Regions from separate parts of the Mus musculus genome. Here region 2 is linked to region 1. A link is a contact called in public Hi-C data. All regions are on one chromosome and are shown on one strand. Each heading gives the region's core, a stretch centred on a gene start, on an enhancer-like site or on the middle of the called end of the contact. The rest is flanking DNA. Distances are from core to core; before and after follow the strand shown. Region 1 overlaps Apba2 (amyloid beta (A4) precursor protein-binding, family A, member 2). Region 2 overlaps Apba2 (amyloid beta (A4) precursor protein-binding, family A, member 2).

What was found. Hi-C and Micro-C count contacts between places; a contact is called where the count stands out from the background.
Region 2: a contact with region 1 is called in a Hi-C map of cerebral cortex, with 2.6 times the contacts expected there. The contact joins two enhancer-like sites. A contact is called at or near these places in 1 of 15 datasets of contacts at CTCF or cohesin (stem cell-derived epiblast-like cells), 15 of 484 Hi-C or Micro-C datasets (astrocytes, cerebellum, cerebral cortex and 9 more) and 2 of 115 datasets of contacts at active chromatin or transcription factors (embryonic stem cells and liver).

What each region holds. Positions count from the first base shown.
Region 1 is chr7:64,519,752-64,523,256 of GRCm38.p6, reverse strand. All of the region lies in intron 1 of Apba2 (amyloid beta (A4) precursor protein-binding, family A, member 2), which reads right to left. Among named protein-coding and RNA genes, the nearest start is that of Apba2, 19 kb to the right of the region's middle. Within about 2 kb of position 1,371, at least 16 of the 459 cell types and tissues checked have an H3K27ac peak or open chromatin away from gene starts, as enhancers often do. A contact at or near this core is called in cerebellum and cerebral cortex, where this site is marked.
Region 2 is chr7:64,740,775-64,744,370 of GRCm38.p6, reverse strand. Apba2 (amyloid beta (A4) precursor protein-binding, family A, member 2) reads right to left here. Exons shown (of 15, transcript NM_001291166.1): 11 at 932-1,111. Among named protein-coding and RNA genes, the nearest start is that of Nsmce3, 130 kb to the left of the region's middle. Within about 2 kb of position 2,245, at least 18 of the 459 cell types and tissues checked have an H3K27ac peak or open chromatin away from gene starts, as enhancers often do. A contact at or near this core is called in cerebellum and cerebral cortex, where this site is marked.

The DNA.
Region 1 (3,505 bases), core at 122-2,621:
TATTTAAAAGACTTTTGTGTGTGATGTGAGATTTACATAAGGAAGAAAGTTGGAATTTTCCACTTGCAACATCATATTGCTCCGAAAGTTTCAGGTTTTGAAGCATTCAGAAGAGGGATACTCAACCTATAATTTGATTTCATTTTGTTGAAAAATATTAAAAATAATAAGTATATATATTCATATAAAACATGGGTTGACAGGCAGTGGTGGCGCACATCTTTAATCCCAGCACTTGGGAGGCAGAGGCAGGTGGATTTCTGAGTTCGAGGCCAGCCTGGTCTACAAAGTGAGTTCCAGGACAGCCAGGGTAATACTGAGAAACCCTGTCTCGAAAAAACAAAAAACAAAAAACAACAACAAAAAAACCTTGGGTTGAAAAATTCCCATAGAGAAAAAATGGGAGGATTAAATACCAAGCTGACAATATCTGCCTAAGCAGGGGTTAAAAGGGAGGAAGGAGAAAGGCTTTCTTTTTCTTGGTTATTTATTTCTACACTTTTAATTTTTATAATTAGTGCATATTTGTGTCATAACCAGAAAAAAGTAAGTGGGAAAAAAAACTGCTTGTACAGAATGAAAGGCAAATGGTGCCTGAGTCTAGGAAGTCCCTGTCCCTTCAGGACCAAGGTCTTGTCATCCTCCAGCTCTGATGCCAGAAAACAGCTCTCTGTGTCTCCTCTAAAGATAGAGGGTAACTGCAGTCGGAGGCAGGCTTTCACACAGAGGAGTGTCACATCTATTTATCTTCATTATTAGCTCTTTGTTGTTAGATAATGAAACAATACACAAAATCTCCACCTCCCACAGACAGCAGAAGCATGGAGCTTGTGGGGAGTCAGTTCTGTTGCAGTCTTTGTGAGCTTTTGCATGGAGCTGAAAGGAATGATCACAACCACGCACACACACACACACACACACACACACACACACACACACACACCTCCCCTGCCCTGGGTGTTCAAACAACCCAGTGACCCAGTGAAGCTAAGGACCTGCACCTCTCTCTCCTTCTGGGTGAGGGGGCACTGCCCCCATACATGGACCTCATCCCCAGTCCCACACCCTCTGGTCTGTAAGAGGTCACAGTGTTTGGGAATGAAAAGCTTTAAAATTCATCACCAGAGGGTTCCCATGGAATGTGTTTCCATGCATAGAAAATGGCTACAAAGTCTAGTTTGGAGGAACTGCTGTAAATTGTTCCATTTTAAGTTCCTCAACCAGAGGAAATCTAAAAGTTCTTGCTTCCAGCCCAGCAGAGCGGATCCAGGAATTCATCACTTCTGCAAAAGGAGGACAAAGATCCTCTGGGAAACAGAACCAGGCAGCTTTTCCTCCGATGCCCAGGGCTGCCAGCCGCTCTGGACACCAGCTGGGCTCCAACGGCTCCTACCAGCCATCTGACCCAGATGCCCCCTGTGGCTCTGTCTATTACCAAGTGACAGGGAAAATGAAATACATCTTTAAAAGCACAAGAGCCCAGGGGTCTAATCAAGGGCATCCAGGGGCAATGATGGCTCCCTGGAACACCACCCAAGGGGAAGTTTCTCCACAAGTCCTTGCTTTCCCCTCCAGACAGCACCAGCCAAGTTGGAGCTGTGTTCCATGGAGCAACATATGAATGGTAGCTGGTGTGAGGTGTTAGTTCCTCTCAGTGGGGTCTTCCAATGAGAGAGATGAGGAGGGGGTATGGAACAAACATGAGTGAATGAGAGAAGAGGGCTAGCTCAGTCAGTGCAGTGCTCACCATGAAATCACTAGGATTATCCCCAGAAACCACGTCAATATTTAGAAGTGGTAGCCAAGTGCTTGTCATCCCAGTGTCGGGGAGGCAGAGACAGTAGAATCTGTAAGGCTCTCTGGCCGGCCAGCCTAGCCTACTCTGCAAGCTCCAGACCAAAAGAAAACCAAGATAACACAGGTGGTGGTGTATGCCTTTAATCCCAGCATTCAGGAGGCAGAGGCACGTGAATCTCTGAGTTTGAGGCCAGCCTGGTCTACAAGCAAGTTCCAGGACAACCATGAATATGGAGAGAGACCCTGTCTTGAAAAACCAAAAAGAAGAAAAAGAAAGAAAAGCAGACCAAAAAAAAAATGAATGGTACCTAAGGAACAACATCCAAAGTTGACCTTTGACCTCTGACCTCTACGTGCTCTACGTGCACATAAACACAAGCACACGTGTATACACCAAAAGGGATAGAAAGAGGGAAGAGAAGAATGAAGGAAGAAGGGAAGCAAATATGCAATACAGGCAGGTCGAGTCAGGAAGGAAGCCCCACCTCTCCCACAGGTCATGGGCAACAAAACATTTCTAGGGTGGTCTGAAGCATGGCGGCTTGACTCGGCGATGCTATTTCAGGAAGCCTAGCACAAGAAAGACTCCTGGGTATTAAAAGAAGACGAGAAAGAGGAAGAAGAAGGAGAAAGAAGAGAAAAGGAAGGGAAAGGAAAAGGGGAAGAGGCTGGGGTAGTAGGGAGGAAAAGATTGAGAGAGACAGACAGGAGGATAGATGGACAGACAGACAGAGCACAACTACAAAGACATCAATTATAACAGGAAAACATTCTCTACAACCCTGGGAACCAGTTCAATGTGACAGCACAAGCTTAGAGGACAGGATGCAAAATGAAGGGTCTGTGAACACAGATGAAGCCCCCATAGAGATGGAGACACAGGGTGCTGGTGGCTGCGTGCCCAAGCCCAGGGGAAGGAGGCAATGAAATCAGCCCCAGCAGGAAAGAGCTCCAAGCCCGTTTTTTTTTTTTCTTATCTTTTCCCCCTAATGCACTGAATTGTATACATGTAATAACTAAAAATAACATTTTTAAAAATAAAAATGTTCTCTTACCAAAGCTGCTTGAATGCTAAAAATGAGCTTGAAGCATAGGAAATTACCTATATTTGATCAGTCTGACATATAAAAATAACAGCTTCATATGGCTCCATCTAATTTTGCCAAAACTCCAGAGAAGTGGTAAGACCTGTAGGAACTGTTTCCTCTGACAGGCCTCCAGGACAAAGGAGGGAACTCTGACTCACCCAGGGTCCCCATGCTAGCAGCTCTCAATCCCTAGGCTTTCCTAGTAAGGAAAGCCCTGAGAGCCGAGCAGTGGTGGCGCACGCCTTTAATCTCAGCACTTGGGAGGCAGAGGCAGGTGGATTTCTGAGTTCAAAGCCAACCTGGTGTACAGATTGAATTCCAGGACAGTCAGGGATACACAGAGAAACCCTGTCTCGAAAAGAAAGAAAGAAAGAAAGAAAGAAAGAAAGAAAGAAAGAAAGAAAGAAAGAAAGAAAGAAAGAAAGAAAGAAAGAAAGAAAGAAAGAAAGAAAGAAAGAAAGAAAGAAGGCAAGCAAGCAAGCCCTGGGCACCCAGGGTCTCCATGCTAGCAGCTTTCAGTCCCCATAAGGAAAGCCCTGGGAGAACTAAATTCTGTCCATAGTTCTACAGGCTGCACTCCATACATAGATGCTCCATTGCTTTGGGCCTCGGGTGGATTA
Region 2 (3,596 bases), core at 996-3,495, 220 kb before region 1:
ACAGGGAAAGACTTGACAGGAGGGATTTGGTCCCGTGGCTCCTGTTCTGTCCTTAGGCAAAGGCCAGTTTACCTTGGCTAAGAAACACTTGGGCCCGAGAGGACTACCTTTCCTCTGGGCTCACCCCACCCTGGCTTCCAACACTATCTGGGACCCAGGAGTATTCTGGGAAATGAGAAGTATAGAGTCCCCTCTCCTGCCATGCTCTAAGGCCTTGGAGCTCTCCCACCCACCAAACCCTAGGAGGCCAGAAGATGCCCTCTGGTGTCTACTCCACGATCTTGCCCTTACTCTCATCCTGAAATAAATTTTCTTTGCCTGATTAGAAAGCTATCTGCCACCCATCCAAGAAGCCAGGATTGGGCACGCACTCAACAAGAATCCAGGATAATTCATTCACTCACCCTCATAGACACACAAAAGCATTCATTCACTAGTTCCCCTATGAGCACATTCATTCATTCCAAAGCCCCCAGGGAAAGCTTCTAGGATCGGCTAGGGCCTCTGCAACCGGCAATTTCAGAACTTCCCTGCCGACGCACCCAAGCTCCCTATTTTAAAGATGCCTCCCACGAGCTTTGCAGAAATATCTCCTAGTGCTGAGCCCAGTGGATGGAGACAACAACATTAAAAGGCACATTTTCAGGGTTACTAAGACTGATTGAAATCTTTGTCTCTGTAGCAAGTATCTCATCTCATATCTAAGTGCATACCTCCAAGGCAGTACCAAGGCATGCCCCGAGGGTCCCTGTGCTGGACACACTGGTGTGAGGAAGGAAGCCTTGCTCTCATCTTTGCCTGGTGAGCTGAGATGGGGAGGCACTGAGATAGCCCCCACATCCCAGCTGCCTAGCCCATCTCCGAGAGGGTTCATTTTGGAGGGCAAAGTCGAGCAGAGAAAGTTTTGGAGGCCCCAGCCGATGTGGCTTACCTCCTTGCAGTTCTCTGAGTTTGAGAAGTGGATGAGGTCGTCATTATACATCTCTTGGGTATTTATGATGTCGCTATATTCCTTCTGGCTCAGGTCTTCGGGGTTGATGCCATTGGCCCTCAGGAACTCCTGGTAAGCCACGCTGAAGGCCTGCCCAATGGACTGGGCGATCAGCTGGGCCTGTGGGAAGGAAGAAAGGCATGCTAGACCAAAGCACGGACACAGGCTCCACTAGGGGTCCATAAACCTTCATAGGGGTCCTCGTTTGGACTTAAAAGACTGAGGGAGTGACTGTGAGCTCTAGGCTGGCAGAAAGCTGTCTGCCACTTACACCCCGCCTCAGGCCACCATGATGAGCCTCTCTGCTGTCCCTGCTACTTCATGTCCAGACACTGGGACAAAGCAAGGTTTTTGTAAAATCACAGAAAATGGTGCTTGCTAAATATCAGACTTTCTTGCTTTAATTAGAAACTGTAATGTATTCTTATTTTTACCTATTTTATTCTAAAAAAAAAAAAAGACCCAAAAAACAGAACTGAGGCCCCACTCCAACCCCAGAAGTATCACATACATGGTTAGCTGTCTGTTTTATCCCCCCAGAAGTACAAAACCTAAACATAAGGAGACGAGTGCGTGTACTACATTGCTATGATATGAGACGGTGTGCAAGCTGAGGGTTACAGGACCTGGGACCCAGAGCAGACTCCACGCCACTGGGGACATTACTTCTTTCTATGCCAGCAGAAAGAAGCCTACGGAGGCCTGGACACTGATAAGAGATAGCAGGGCCTTCCTGCCTGCAGTGTAAATGGGACAGTGGGAGGCAGGCTCTAAGGTGGACATCTCCTTAACCACATCAAGCATGCTCCAAGCTGTGCAGCCTCAGGAAGGTGTGGAAACTCTCAGTGCATAGGAAAACCAACATCCCCCTCCCTTGCCCCAACCTCCCTGCTGTGTAAGCCCCACCCAGTCCAAGTCCTCCTTATGTCCCTCCTCCCACACACCGGCCATTGAGGGGCCTCTGCCAGGTAACCCTGAAAACCTTGGTTCAGTATGTTTTGAGAACAAAGGGGCTGGCTTCAATTCTTTTCTCCCTCTGCACAATATGTGATTTAGGTGCTTTTAAATGAGTAAGCTCATCTAAAATTAAGCTGGGCTGGATCACATCTTAGCATGAGGTAGAGGGCTTGCTTTAAATATGGACTGATTCTAGGTTGAACTGCCTGCCCAAATCAGACCTGAACAGCTCAGAGAAAGGATGCCGCAATGCTCTCACTGTTCCCACATCTGCATGCTAGCAGCGGGTGGATGTGGTGGCCCATCAACCACTAGGTGGCGCTGTTGGCTCAGATAAGGAAAGCAGCATTTGAGGGTCTCTCAGTAGTAAACCTGCAAAGTGGTGACTTTGGAAACCACAAAGGAGGGAAGGTCTTAGAGAAGAACCACAGATTGGAGGGGCTGCCCTAACTGATATCTCAGTGCCCCAGCCTCCAAACCCTGTGTCTCCACCTGGGAAGGGCGGAATGACTGCATCAGACGTCTTCACCATGAAAGCTCCAGACTGGGTTCTTCCCACCTCCCATCCTCCTACCTCCTCTTCTTGCAATATTATGCCTCCTCCTCCTCTCCCTATGGAAATGCCCCGAGACTTAAGTCAGCTAACACATTAGAATGATCACCCTCTTCAAGAACAATCCATGGAGTTTGTACTTCCTGCTGTCTCTGCTTTCCCCTTTTGTCCCTACCTCCCCTTACTGTCTCCCACCTGCCCTTACTGTCCCCACATCTCCCCTCCCCCCACTGCCTTCCCACCCTGCCCCTTGCCCTTGTGTCCTTGGTTCCCTCCTGCCAGAACAGGAGCCAATTCAAAGCCAATTCACTAGCTAAGGCACAATGCCAGCCCATCCAACAGGCGTCTCTTGCCTGTTCCAGCTCACAGCCAGGCCTGTGGGCACAGGCTGCTAAAGACCCCATATGGCCCGAGGGGTAGGTGCAGGAGCCTTGGTGCCTGGTGGCCTCCTGCAGGTGGGAAGAGGTCATGCCTAGCATTACTCTTCCTGGCTCTGTCACCTCCATAGCAACATCCACTCTTCCTTTATCCCTAGAGCACTGAGTTCTGCCTTGCAGAGGGCTACCCAGGACACAGCAGGACAGGCTACCATCATGTCCTCTCTCTCAGCAGCTGCTCCGGGTACCTGACATTGATGGAACACTTTTCTCTCACTCCTTCACGTCTATGTAACTTGGGTTCTACCTTCACTGAGTCCCAAAGATGTCTGCACCAGCTGAACCAGGGCTCCTCACATGCTTGGCTCCTCCACAGTCTGCACGTGAGCCTTACTTGATGACTCTTGCTCGCTCTCCCTATCACTCGACACTCACCACACTGGCGCTCGGAGACATCCCCAAACTCCCAGCCATAAAAACATGCCTGCCTGTCTGTCCACAGATCTCCATGCAATGGTGGGAAGTGTAAGACTGTGCACCGTCTGGTAGGGCTATACAGAAATACTGGTCTGTATAAAACACCCCTTGCTCCAAAGCACTTTCCACTGATGCCTTAGAAAATAAGGAACACGGTCCTCACACACTGCTTTGAACCTTGCTTTCAGATGAAGATTCCCTCCTGGGTTTCAGATCGTGAAATGTATGGATCCTACACTGA